Regions from separate parts of the Callithrix jacchus genome. Here region 2 is linked to region 1. A link is a contact called in public Hi-C data. All regions are on one chromosome and are shown on one strand. The core of a region is the stretch at or near the end of the contact, and the rest is flanking DNA. Distances in the headings are between cores, read along the strand shown.

What was found. Hi-C and Micro-C count contacts between places; a contact is called where the count stands out from the background.
Region 2: a Hi-C map of skeletal muscle shows a contact between it and region 1, with 8 times the contacts expected there. The contact joins two enhancer-like sites. A contact is called at or near these places in 3 of 3 Hi-C or Micro-C datasets (induced pluripotent stem cells and skeletal muscle).

What each region holds. Positions count from the first base shown.
Region 1 is chr9:19,676,148-19,683,320 of calJac240_pri, forward strand. VWF (von Willebrand factor) reads right to left here. Exons shown (of 52, transcript XM_009003456.5): 11 at 2,063-2,199; 12 at 1,173-1,311. Among named protein-coding and RNA genes, the nearest start is that of VWF, 57 kb to the right of the region's middle. Within about 2 kb of position 3,749, at least 4 of the 16 cell types and tissues checked have an H3K27ac peak or open chromatin away from gene starts, as enhancers often do.
Region 2 is chr9:19,882,512-19,889,684 of calJac240_pri, forward strand. No RefSeq gene overlaps it. Among named protein-coding and RNA genes, the nearest start is that of PLEKHG6, 32 kb to the right of the region's middle. Within about 2 kb of position 3,905, at least 9 of the 16 cell types and tissues checked have an H3K27ac peak or open chromatin away from gene starts, as enhancers often do.

The DNA of each region.
Region 1 (7,173 bases), core at 2,499-4,998:
CAGGACAGGATTCAGGCAGAGGTGGGGAGAGGACAGGGTAGTGGGGGGCAGATGTATTTGGGGGGAAATGGGGTGTCTCAAAAGGATGGTAGCAATGAACAGCAATGACTTAGGGGCAGGTGGAGTGGCCATGAGGTTTAAGGGGGTGTCAGGTAGAAGGGTGATCAAGGTGGACAGAGGGCAATTAGGGTCCCCCAGGAAGCCTCTGCACCTGCGCTGTGACCTGCCATTCCCCCTGCTGCCACAGGAGGGAGGCAGAGGCTCCTGCATCCTCTGCTTTAGGTGGGTGCCCTGGAGCAAAGGGGATCTGTCTCGCATTGACACCACAACGCCTGAACATGCCTGGGACACTCTGCCACTGCACACCACCTCCTGTCTGCACAATGCTGTGTACAACACTGAACAGAGCAATTGCTGCTTCTGTGGGAAGGTGGAGACAGATGGGAGCATCCCCCCTGCTCTGGGGGAACAAACATATCTCATTAGGATACACACACAGCATTGACACCCATGGACGTGCTGGGTACCCACTGGCCCAAGTTCACCCACTGTGTGCGATGCTAGGATAGTGGGCGACAAAGTGGCAGCAGTCGCAGAGAAGGACGAGTGTGGGAGCCATTTTGAGCGTGAAGTTTCGGAGCTTTCCTATGCAAAAGCAGGTTTGCTTTGGCAGGCACAGGGCAACCTGGGTGAAGATGCTGGACAGGTAGGTTTTTTGCTACCACTAGACAGGCCAGAGGGTCACCTGGCCTTGCCCCAAGTGGCATCCTCTGATGTGACTTCACCAGTCACCCCCGATCTCAGCATCAGCCTCTGACCCTTTCCCACCCCAGAGCAAACCAGAACCGCCTGCCCAAGACTCAACTCGCCCCTTTGGTTCAAGCCAAATAAAAACCCTCTTGGTTCCCTTTTCCCAGCCACACTCTGTCCCAGGCCTAGAGCAACATCTTCATCTACAGGCTTTCTTCTCTAGTCTTTCTCCTCCAGGAAGCCTTCCTTTCTTGCAGGGATGCATGCCAAGCACCCCACCCTGCTTTCCAAAGGCAATTCCCCATCACATTCCCACAGAAGAGGCGTGCAGGTCCCTAGGGACAGTGGCCAGGGCTGAGGAGAAGGGTGCTAAGGGATGCGCCTGGCCAGCCCCAGGCATGGTGGAGCAGGACGAAGCACACCTTTCAGGAGGGGGAGCTGGACGTCCTGGCCATCCATGGCAACTCCGCCCCCATGCTTCAGCTTCACAAGGCTGTTGTGCAGGCCAGGCAGCCGGATGGTGACAGAGCGGGTACACACAGCATCGGGGTCATCAGCACACTGCCAAGAGGGAACACAGGGTGACTTTGCTACAGCCCCTGCCTGTCCAGCACCTCAGCCCAGGACCCTTTTAATCAGAGAAGGTCCCTGACCCCAGAGAGCCTCTGGCCTTCTCATAGCCTACAACCCCATTCTCCCAGAATATTCCATGTGAATGGGGCCCCCTAGAGTTGTGCAGCAGGAGGGCACTGAGCACATCTGTGCCTGCATCTTTTCCCAGCCCGGCCTGGTCTTTTTTAAAGAACCATGGGCCTCTGCTTCATCGTGTTCCTCGGCCCTATCGTTCAAAGGGAATCAGGGCCTTTGATCTTCAGGGGAAGCCCTGTGCACTCTATTTGTCCTCATCTTTGCTTCCACCCCTAGAGAAAGGAGCCCACACATGCACCATGGAGTTCAGAGCAGAAGTCAGGCCCTCTGCTCTCACCCCAGCCACCCCCAGCTCCAAACATCAGAGGGTTAGTTATGGAGGCAACAGGCTAGACCCGAAGAGGATACTTCCCCTGGGTGGGGAGCTGAGCCGGCCCTGAGTAGGCATTATTGGCAGGGCAGGATGCCTTCCCAAAGCATCTAGGGAGAGAGGGGATGGGCTGGGTTTCCGGATGAATGAGGGGATAACTGAAGTCTGGAAGAAGAGGCCTCCCACCTGCAGAGAGAGCAACATTCCATGTCTTCCAGGGGCTGCCCTGTCAGCCTAGCAGCTATGCAGCACCCTGGGCTGCCCCCCGACCAGCGCCAGCCTGGCAAAGCTCACCTGCACTGTCTCAATGACAATGGAGAAGGAGTGGTCCTGGCAATCCCGGGCCAGCAGGTACTGGCAGATCCCACTGAAGGTGAAGTATTTGTTGTCGAAGCTCTTGAAGTGGGATTGACCTGTGACCAGGCACTCCCCTGGAGAGACACAGAGGAAGGGAGAAGAATGGAAGGTGAGGGGACGTCCCCTAGGGTGGCCAAGGTGGAATGCATATGCAAGCAGGGCACCCTCTCCCCAAAACTGCATGGATGTCCTTTTACCACACCAGTCTAAATACGAATTCTACACGAGGACTCAGCTCCTGCTCCTAAAACTGCAAGATGTCAGAGCTGGGGCATTCAGGTCAAGGCTTCCTTTTACAGATGGGGCAACTAAGGAAGGTGACAGAGCCACACTCAGTCAGTGGTGGAGCCACGCGGGAACCCACGCTTCTGCTTCTGGGCTCCCTGCAGCCTCCCCTCCTCCCTCGCAGCCCACTGGCCTGGGTTTCATGCTTCCCACAGGCATCATTGCCGCGCCAGCCTCAGACTGGTGCCAGCGGAGTGCCCTGCCAGGGGGATGCTGCCCAATAGCACGGGGTTCTCTGAACCTGAGTGTGGAGGGACTCTGGGACACAATGCCACCCCTTGAGAGTCCCTGCAGGCCAGGGTCAGAGTAGGCAGCCCAGAGACAGGATGAGGTGGGAGAGCAGTGAAAATGGGGACTCCATTCTCCTCCCCAGCAGAGGGGCGACTCTGAGGCCATTGCTTTCTGTGTCCTCAGAGGGCCAGGCCCACACTGTGACTCCAGTCAGGACCAATGGGGAACCAGGAGGCCATCTGCCCATGATCTCACCACCACCCAGGCAGTGCTGACCTCGACGGGGCCAGCTTCCCAGCCCAGGCTGACACATCTGTGGGTGGGGACTAGGACTCCCCTTCATCACCCTGCAACTCAAAACCCTCAACTGTCCCCACGCTAATTCCTACTCCGCCTCTCCCAGGCCCTAGCCTAGGCCCCATACTTCTGGCCTGATGTACCTCCAACCTGAGATCACACAGCCTGGACGGTGTCCTGGCAGGGGGAGGCCTCTGCCAATGGCTCCAGTGATTCTCCATCAACCTGCCCTGGCTTGAGGCAATCCCATCTTTAGGGCCAAACAGGGACCCATGAAAGCTGAAAAGGGCATCGGATCCCTTCCCCACCTCCCCTATCTATTTCCTACACCTGCTCTCATCTTTGCTACCTACTCCACAGAAAAAGAAATATGGATATATATAAACCATTGCCATTTGGTAAAGGAGGAAGACTCTGCCCACCCAGCCACACTAGGGGGCGTGTGTGAGTTCCTTTCTCTAAGGACTGAAGCAAAGATGAGGATAAATAGAGTGTACAGGGCTTCCCCGGGGGCCCTCACAATGGCGGAGGCGTGGCTCTCCATGGCACTACCCCAGCCTCCACCTGAGTTTCCCCCTTCAGGGAACAGATGCTAGACCAATGCTAGAGAGAGAAACCTAAGAGGGTCCTACAGGCAGTCGCATGTGGGCCCAGCTCCCGGGCTGATGCTAGGCCCTGTCACACAGCCAAGGGGTCCCCAAAAGGCACGGAGAGATTCTAGCTGTCCGTCTGTCAAGGACAAGCTCCACAGGCCCCCACTGCCTGGCACTTCATACCCGCATGTGCGCTGACAGGCCCGGCCAGGGGCCAGGCTAGACTGTGTAGGCTTGGACCGAGGCGTGGGCCTGTCTTTGGGATGTGTGTGAAGGCAGGACTAAGGATGAGTGCCCCAGGATGCACATGTCCCTCTGCCTGGTCCCCGGTGCAGCACACCCCCTCCAGGAGGGCACATCTAGCCCAGCAGAAATTAGGAGAATGTGGAGAGGCCCCAGATCACTCCCTTCAGCATGAGCCACCTTCCCCATTGCCCTCTCGAGAAGGGTGACAGTGAGGGGTGACTGTTCATGGAGGTCAGAGCAGAACAGGCCACAAGAGAGGGGCTGGGATCATCCCATCCCATTTTGGTTGTGCTGGAATTTCAGGTCCAGTGAGGTCTCGGGAAAGCCTTCTTGAACGGACCATTTTTCAGAAAGTATCGTCATTCTACAAACAGCGTAAGATGGTCATTTGTGTCAAATGTCTTGGACACAGTGCAGTAAAAATGGGTGTGAATTCTTCCCCCAACCTTTCCCTGTTTTCTCAAGAGCACTCTTATCTAAGCAAGCAAACTGACTTCTGCTATATCTAACAATACCCAGGAAAAGAAGGGTCAATGAGAAACATGCAAATATTCGAAAGGAAAACTTTCAGGACCAGCATCTAATCCTCTCATCTCGTTTCCTTCGCTGACCCTCACTGACTTGTGTTCCCAGCTTTCTCGGGAATCAGAAGTCTAAATATTGTATTTAGCTTATCTCCTCGGTACAATTGAGGAACAGAGCCACAAACACAGGAAAACGGATGGGTGAGCTGCCAGGTAGGAGTTAGCCACGGGAGCCAGAATGTCAGCCAGAACTATGGGCCACGCAGCCAGGCTCACCCATCCTCTGCCCAGGATGGGACACTTGGAAATTCCCTATCAGTCAGCAACAGGCGGCCCCCGATGAACAGCGGGCCCACCACTACACAGAGATGGGCACTAAAAGTTTGGTGAACGAATGAAAGGCAGGTGATTCCTAAAATAGCATTAAAAAACATCTGGAAGTTAACGCAGATCCACTTCTATGTAAATAAAGATCCTCCATCATGAAAACACAAAAGGGAATCTCTCATCTGGTGGAAGTGCATTACCGCTTCTGAACAAACCCTTTAGTCTGCAGTAGTGAGCCCCAGATGCCACTGCTCTGCTCAGGGCCATTTGTTTCCCCAGCCTCACAACCCTTCACCTCCCAAAGCCTTCCCTGCAGAAATGCCAACCCTCCGGCCTTTAGCAAAGCGACTCAGACTTCCACCAGACGCAAATTGTCACCAAAGCCTGCAACATAATCTCTACCAAATGTGCAAGATGTATTTCCTTTTTCTTCTTCTTTTTTTTTTTTCCTGAGACAGAGTCTCACTCTGTCGCTGAGGCTGGAGTGCAGTGGTGCCATCTCGGCTCACTGAAGCCTCTGCCTTCGGCCTCTCGTGATTCTCCTGCCTCAGCTTCCCGAGTAACTGAGATTGCAGGCGTGCACCACCGTGCCCAGCTAACTTTTGTGGGGGTGGTAAGTATGGGCAGGGTTTCAGCTTGTTGGCCAGGTTAGTCTCAAACTTCTGACTTCAAATCATTCACCTGCCTTGGCCTTCCAAAGCTCTGGGATTACCGGTGCAGGCTGCCGTACCTGCCAAAGTTGCATTTTGGTTTTTTCTTCCTCCTCCTCCTCTTCTTCTTCTTCTTGTTCTGTTTGTTTTGCAACAAGGTCTCACTGTCTCCCAGGCTGCAGTGTAATGGTGCCATCACAGTTCATTGCAGCCTCAATCTCCCAGGCTCAAGTGATCCTCCCATCTCAACCTCCCAAGTGCCTGGGACTACAGACACACACCGCTACACCTGGCTAATGTTTCCAAGTTTTGCAGACATGGGGTTTCACCATGTTGCCCAGGCTGGTATCCAACTCCCGGGCTCAAGCAATCTGTCCACTCAGCCTCCCAAAGGGCTGGGATTACAGGTGTGAGCCACAGTGCCTGGTATTAGATGCATTTCCAAGTGCTCTGTGGAAGCCATCTCATTGATTGCTCCTATGAGGGGCTCATTATTATTCCCAGTTTACAGATGAGGAAACTCAAGCATAGAGAAGTTCGTCCAAGTTCCCAAAGAAGCCAAACAGGGATGTGAATACAGGCAGTCCGTCAGGCTGCAGAGCCCAAAGCCCTTGATGCCATCTGAAATGGCCTCGTGGCTTGGCTCCTGCAGTCTCATAAACTCGATTTCTTTATGGCCAAGCCTAATGTCATTCTAATCCCGGGGACATCCCAAGGGGCATAGGGACAACTGGGTCTCCGAACATGGAGACCGGGGGAAGAAAGCCTCATCTATGAAACATGATGCCCTGGCCTGGCCTGAAAGGGGTCTGACGGGACTCTAGAAACCCCAGCAGAAGCGAACAGGCCACTGGAGACTTTCTGTGAACTCGAGGAGTCAGAAACCCCAGGCAAGCACGGGCCCCTCAGAACGCATCTTCCTGTGCCAGACGCATCTGCTCTGATAACTCATTGATGTCTCTGTTAGCCTGGGATGTGGGGTGTATCTTTCTTCCTGGAGGCTTCAGAACAAACTGACCTTGATTCCCAAGGTCAAATTATTAGGCTGTGTTAGAATTCATCAGAAATTATCTTTTTTTTTTTTTTTGAGATGGAGTCTCACTCTGTTGCCCAGGCTGGAGTGCAGTGGCACGATCTCAGCTCACTGCAACCTCCACCTCCTGGGTTCAAGCAATTCTTCTGCCTCAGCCTCCTGAGTAGCTGAGATTATAGGCATGCACCCCCACACCCAGCTAATTTTTGTATTTTTAGTAGAGATGGGGTTTCGCTGTGTTGGCCAGGTTGGTCTTGAACTCCTGGCCTCAAATGATCCGCCTGCCTTGGCCTCCCAAAATGCTGAGATTACAGGCAGAAGCCACCACAGGTGACCCATTTCTCCAGGGCCTGCAGAGAAGCTCTGGCTTGCTCCTCGCTTTACAAGCAAAGCCAAGCATATCCTCTTCCAGAAACTTCCTACCTACTCTTTCCATCAGCAGCTCGATCTGCAGTCATCACACTGGGAACATCAGACAGCCCCATTGCCTGCTGAGTCATGGCAGGGTGTGGAAATACGCTCATGTGCAGGGGTGCAAATGGGTAAGAAGGCAATGATTAACAAAACTCCCAAACTCAAAGAAGACGGTCAGAGCCAAGGCTTTGAGAATGTAGGAAGAGCTTCGTAGTTTTGTTGGTAAAATATCAAACCATTCAGTGGACAGAATTGAAACCGTTTATCTTTTCATCAAGTCATCAAGAGAACGACTTACATCCTCAGCAAAGTTAGATTCTAATCAAAGTTAGAAATCTAGATTTCGATTTGAAGATCAGGGGATTGTGCTGTCTGCCCCAGAAAACAGTCCATGAGTGTTCAAATAGTACTTGGATGAATGGACAGTTGGAAGGATGATGGATGGAAG
Region 2 (7,173 bases), core at 2,655-5,154, 210 kb after region 1:
CAAAGCACATCTTTGCAGGCTGTGTTATTTGGACCACACAGCAATCTCATGAGGTACCCATTTAACAGGTGAGGGAATTGAGGGTCAAAGAGGGTCAATGGCATGCCCCGGGGCACACAGTTAGTCCAGAACACAGGTCCCCAGACTCCTAGCTTAACACCTGGAACCCAGGAGAAACACCTAGTGTCCAAAGAAGAACCAAAAAAGCCTATCAGGCCAGGTGTGGTGGTTTCCACCTATAATCCCAGCACTTTGGGACGCCAAGGCAGGTGGGATAACTTGAGGCCAGGAGTTTGAGACCAGCCTGGCCAAAACGATGAAACCCAGTCTCTACCAACAATGCAAGAATTAGCTGGGTGTGGTGACACATGCCTGTAATCCCAGCTACTCGGGAAGCTGAGGCACGAGAATCACTTGAACCTGGGAGGCGGAGGTTGCAGTGAGCTGAGGTCTCATCGCCACACTCCAGCCTGTGCAACAGGGCGACACTCTGTTTCAAAAAAATAGTAATCAATGCTATGAAGCTGGGAGATACCAGACCAAATGTTTACTCCAGGGTGGAATGCAATACTGAAAGACAAGGAGAAACACCTTGCCCCAGAAGAGGGGAAATGCAATCCCTCCCTCCAGCTCACACAGGGAGGCAGACAGACGTGAGAGCTCACGAGAGCCCCCAGGCTGCCAGTATGGCTGCTCGGAGCCCTCAGAGCTTGAGTCCAACTCCAGGAGAAAAGCTCAGAGGAGGGGCCACTCTGCCCAGAACCTGTGAGTAATGAACCCCACTGGGAGGGGGGGAATACTGGTACCTGGTAAGGAGACAAATCCAGTAAACTGAGGCAGGGGCCAGCAGAGGCTGAGAAGGGACAAGACTCCGAAAGCAGCACTCACCTCTAACTTCTAACTCCAAAAGCGCCTTGGTGGGAAAATCCTGGGCACTCTTTACCAGTGAGAAGAAAGGAAGTCCACCCTGAAGGCTGCAAACACAGCTGCTCAGGAAAACGCAGGAGTCGTTTCTTCCAAGTACAGGTTCCTAGGCCACCTCCACCTAGCTCGCTGAAATCCTGATGCCCAGGCAGAAGCGCCGATCTACCCAATCGGAATCTCTCGGGAGGGCTCAGGCAAGACCATTCCCTTTAAGTCCACTGTATCCACGTGCAGTCAAGGTGCAGAACCAGTGCTCTCAAAGGGGCTGGGGAATCTGCGTGTTGAATGTGTCTTAAGACATTCTAATGAACCCCAAGTCAGCCCCACTCTGCTCACAGGTATTTGGGAAACCTTGCTAAAGGTAATTCACCCAAAGCAGCAAGTGTCACCTACAAAACCAGAAAGGGGAACAGTGGGAGCCAGAAGCCAGGTTCTGGGGCCCTAGGGAGAGCTAACAAGGAGAAAAGCGTGGCCAGAGATTCTCTTCTGGCCCTTTGGCACCTGGGGACAACTAGAAAGCTTGGTCCTCTGGGGACAGGAGCAGAGCTAGCAAGGGCAGCAGATTTCCATAAGGAAAGTGGCTCCTCCTCCCAGGGCTGAGTTTAACACTTTGATCTCCAGACACTGTGAAGGGCCAAACCTAGGATAGTAAGTATGTTTTTTTTTTTTTTCTTGAGATGGAGCTTCGCTCTTGTTACCCAGGCTGGAGTGCAATGGCGCGATCTCGGCTCACCGCAACCTCCGCCTCCTGGGTTCAAGGAATTCTCCTACTTCAGCCTCCCGAGTAGCTGGGACTACAGGCGCGTGCCACCACGCCCAGCTAATTTTTGTATTTTTAGTAGAGACGGTGTTTCACTTTGTTGACCAGGATCGTCTCGATCTCTTGACCTCGTGATCCACCCGCCTCGGCCTCCCAAAGTGCTGGGATTAGCCGTGAGCCGAGCCCAGCCGAGAGTAAGTATGTTAACAGACTCCACCAATATCTGAACACGGCCCCTAAAGTTAGGGAGTCAGGGGTTAACTCCTGCCCGTATTTCCTAGCTGTGTGCTCTTGCAAAAGTTACCTCGCTTCTCTGAGCTTCTGTTTCCTCAGCTACCATATGGAGATGAATAACAGGACTTATGGCCTTGTGTGGTTGTGAAAATCAAATGAGATCATTAATACCCGAGGAGCCCTTGGAACAATACCGGGCACACATAGAGATTAGCTGGCAGGCCGGGCACGGTGGCTCACACCTGTAATCCCAGCACTTTGGGAGGCCAAGGCGGGTGGATCACGAGGTCAAGAGATCGAGACCATCCTGGTCAATCTCCAGGATGAAACCCTCTGGTGAAACCCTGTCTCTATTAAAGATACAAAAAATTAGCTGGGCATGGTGGCACGTGCCTGTAATCCCAGCTACTCGGGAGGCTGAGGCAGGAGAATTGCCTGAACCCAGGAGGCGGAGGTTGCGGTGAGCCGAGATCGCACCATTGCACTCCAGCCTGGGTAACAAGAGTGAAACTCCATCTCAAAAAAAAAAAAAAAATTAAAAAAAAAAAAGATTAGCTGGTAGGCATAGATATATAAATATGCATGTATGTTTATATAAATTTGCATATACAGATATAATTATATACCTTAAATTATACACATAAAATAATACAGTTGATTGAACAATACATGCGTCTGTTGAGGCACCAATCCTCAAGTAGTCAAAAATAATTTTTTTCTCTCTTTTTTTTTTTGACTTTTGAGACAAGAGTCTTGCTCTGTCACCCAGGCTGGAGTGCAGTGGCGCAATCTCGGCTCACTGCAACATCTGCCTCCTGGGTTCAAGTGATTCTCCTGCTTCAGCCTCCCGAGTAGCTGGGATTACAGGCATGCACCACCATGTTCAGCTAATTTTTGTATTTTTAGTAAAGATGGGGTTTCACCATGTTGGCCAGGCTGGTCCCGAACTCCTGACCTCGTGATCCGCCCGCCTTGGTCTCCCAATGTGCTGGCATTACAAGCGTGATCCACCACTCCCGGCCTCATAATTTTTTTTTTTTTCAATAACAGTGTTCTCGCTGCTGCCCAGTCGGGTCTTAGACTCTGGTACTCAAGCAATCCTCCAACCTCAGCCCTCTGCGTAGCTGGGACTACAGGTTCCCACACCTCAGTATAAGTTTTGACTCCCCCGAAACTTAACTACCAAGAAAGCGCCTACTGTTGACTGGAAGGCTTACAGATAACATAAACACTGGGTAAACGCGCATTTTCTGTTATGTGTATTATATACTGTATTCTTACAATAAGGGAAAGTAGAGAAAAGAACATGTTACTAGGAAATCACGAGAAACAGAAAGTATCTTTACTATTCATAAATGGCAGTAGATCGGCCACGAAGGCTGAGGAGGGAGAGGAGGGTTGGTCTTGCTGTCCCAGAGACGGCAGAAAATTCTGGAATAATCGTACTCTCGCAGTTGAAAGCCCTGATTGTTGCTCAGGGTGACCCGTATCTATAAAATGCAGTGTTAGCGCAGGGCTGACTACACGCCAGGCACTATTCTAGGCACTTTGCATGCACTTTGTGAGTGGGAGGCCCACCCACGCCCAGGAGTTCTGGGACTTGTGGAGAGTCCCTGCCCCCCTGGGCGGGATCTCCCAGGTGAGGCCGGTGGCCCAGGTTTGGCGAGGTTTCTGCAACTTTAACACACTAGGATTCTGAGCCAGGTCCTGTCAGGACACCTTCTTCAACCTGCCAAACGGTGACCCACCCAGGAGTCCCTATTTTTTCCTGATTTGCTCTGAGAAGAGGCAAAAATACCGGGGCGCACCCAAGGAACAGAGCGGGCTTTCTCCCCCTGCTTTTTGGCAGGGGGCACGATTCCCCCGCGGCGGCCGCCCACGGCCCGGCCTTGGCAGAGCTGTCCCTCGGATCCCGGCAGCGCCGGGGCGGGCCCCGAAACCCGCTCTGGAGGGAAGCCACGCCCGGCCCCGGGAAAGGCGCGATGGGAGGGCCCGCGGGACGCACCCGGCCCAGACCCGCGCGCCCTGCCTGTGATCTCCGGAGGCGCGGGACTCCTGGCGTCAGGGGAACCCTTGTGAGGGCGCAGGGAGGTGCACAGCCTGGGATTCCCGAGGGTCAGGGCGAGCCGGCGGCCAGGGCGCGGCCGGGCAGGGAAGCGAGCACGGAGGGGGCGCGGTAAACCCGGGGAGGCTGAATCATCCTCGAGCCGCCCTGACGCATCCGCATCCCGGCTGGCGGCCCCGGCCTGTCGCGCCCCCTCGCGGCCACTCGCGGACGTGCAGCCAGGGTGCCCCGCCCCGCCCCGCCCCGCCCCGCACGCGCCCTCCTCGGCTTTGAGCTCCGGCGAGAAGGCAGCAATCGGCGGCAACCCGGGAATCCAGGAAGGATAAGTGGGGCGCATTGGAGTATTTTTCCATCTTCTGGTAGTTAATGAGGTCTCGCTCTGTCGCCCAGGCTGGAGTGCAGTGGCGCGATCTGGGCTCACTGCAACCTCCACGTCCCAGGCTCAAGCAATCCTCCCACCTCAGCCTCCTGGGCAGCCGGAACCACAGGCGCGCACCACCCACCACATCCGGCTAATTGTTTCTTTTTTTTGTAGAGACCAGGTCTTCTGGTGTTGCCCAGGCTGGTCTCGAACTTCTGGCCTTAGCCCATCCCTCTCTCTCAGCTCCCAAACCACTGGGATTATAGGCATGAGCCACTGCCCCCACACCCACTTCTCCTTTTAAAAAATGAGTTTCTGGGCCCCCTCCTGGTATCCCAAGCCAAGGCCAAGTGGAGACTGGAAGCCGGGATAGCCCATCTACCCACCCAGCCCACAAGAGGAGAGACCGGAGATGCCCCTCTGTCTTGCTTTCCACCGCATCCCGACTTGTAAGCCCCTTTTGCCCACAGTAGCCCCTCAATAGAAATGTACGAGATGAATGGAGGGGTGAGAGCTCTGGAGGGCAAGGGAGAAGGAAGCAGCCAGAAATCCTTCCTCAATGGGGGGACTTCCTGCTCCACTGTCATCCTCATCGGACTAAGGTCCTGAATGTGAGTGCCTGGCAGATCCATGGCTGGCCCCAGCACCCTGACTGCAGCCCTCTGCCTGGGGCATTTCTCCTTCCCGGCGGGAGCGGGGTCCTGCAGTGGCAGCAAATTCACTGGCGTTGAACGGAGACTGGACTAACGAGGGTGCCCAGCACTTACCCGGTGCCACCTACCCCTGTGCTGGGCCTTTGACATGTAGTCCTGTATTTAATACACCTACCGTGGGGTGGGGAGGGGGGTGCTGCTACCTAAGGAATGGCATAAGGATCATTTGCGTATTCGTTATTTGGGCAACACATTCAATGAATTCCACCACGATGTGGGGAATGAGGGATTCTTCCCTGATTTCCAAGTCAGGGACAGGAAAAACACATGATTTGCTCAAGACCACACAGCCCCCGTCCTCAAACATCAAGTCCCAGCCTTTTCCCATTTCCCGCCACTGCCACTCCACCTTTCCCCACCCCTAAGCAGCAAGAGTGACTCACTCTCTGAACTCACTCCGCATCCCAATTCCAGCACCCCTGAGTAACTCTGCACCTTCTGACAGCTTTGCACCAACAGCAGACCTAAACAACCCCTCCTGCTGGGACGTGAACTCCTTATGTTTTTGCTCACCCCGTGTCTCCAGCTCCTAGCCTGGCCAGCTCCTGGGGCTCAATAGGTTTGCAGAGTGAATGAAACCCGTATCAAAGGACGCCAGGCAGTGCCTAACAGACCTCAAAAAGCCTGGGGGAGAGGGAAGTGAAGGAGGGTGGGTAGGGGTCAGTTCTACTCCTAAACCTCCCCAGAAAGAAAAGAGGTACTTCCTAGGGTTCCCTTCATGGCCTGTCTTCATGCCTCATATCCTATGCGGTCAGAAAGTGCTTCCTCAAATCTAGCCTTGATCTTATTATTCTCACATTCCCCACATACCTTAGGAGCAGGAAATGAGGTTGGTGTCCTTCTGGCTCCCCATGGCAGCTTCCAGAAGTTATGCCCCGCCCCCACCCCCCATCCTTCTGAACACCTTTTGAGAAGCAGGGCATGGAACGGTCTAGCGCCCTCTCCTCCTCACTGTCTTCTCTGGCCTCCTGCTCACCACTTCTTTTCCTGAAGGCTCAGCCCCGGCTCCTGTCTTGCTCTGCATCCCTTCCTCTCATTATTCCAGGCAGCCTCCACGTCTGCGTTGAGGACCCGTCCACCAGCAGCTATGCTTGTTCCTCCTCCTCTTCCTCTCTGATGGCCACTTCCTCCACCCCAGCCTCCCACTACTGGACCATACACTGACCTTGTCATCCACCTGAAACTGACCTACTCCGAGGACCTGCTCCATCCCCCTCTCTGTCCACCTGTCCCCCAAGGCCATCCCTCCTCTGGCTTCTCTTCTCACTTCAACCAGCAGAGAGTCAAGGGTTCCTCAGGAGAGCCACTCCTTTGCAAAAGTCCCCCATTCCCCTCCCTCTCTCTCCCTCCCATCAGTCTCCTGACAAAGCCTTGCTTTGAACCGCTCCAGGCCACACCAACAGCACCCAGCGTTGGTGGAGGAAACACAGCGAGCGACCTGAGCAGATGACAGCACTTTAACTTCTTGCTCACCAACCTCCAGTGGGCTCCCAATGGCACCAACAGACCCAAGATGTTTGTGAAGTCAGTTCTCGCCCACTCTCCACCGTGGCCACCACGCAGTCTCCATCAGCCTAGAACTCTCCCCGCAACCTCACCCCTGATTTCACCTGACACACCTCTCCCTTTGCAGGGAATGGAGCATCATCAGACAAAACCTTTCTTAACTTCCCAAGGCCAAATTCACCACTTACATGAGCCCCTGCCTCCTATTTCTCTCCTGATACCACAGAAGAGGGGCCCCCAAACCAGCCATCCACAGGCTCCCTGGGCTCTGTCCTCTCATGTGTCCCCACCCTGCCGACTGCATCTTCACCCTCTCCCTGCCAGATCTTCCTTTCAGCATCAAAGCATGCATTTGAGCGCCAGATGCAATGGCTCACACCTGTAATTCCAGCACTTTGGGGGGCCAAGGCGGGCAGATCACCTGAGGTTAGAGATTCAAGACCAGGCTGGTCAACACGGGGAATCCCCATCTCCACTAAAAACACAAAAATTAGCCAGGGGTTGTGGGGCGCGCCTGTAATCCCAACCACTTGGGAGGCTGAGGCAAGAGAATTGCTTGAACCCGGGAGGCGGAGGTTGCAATGAACTTGATCAAGCTATTGCACTGCAG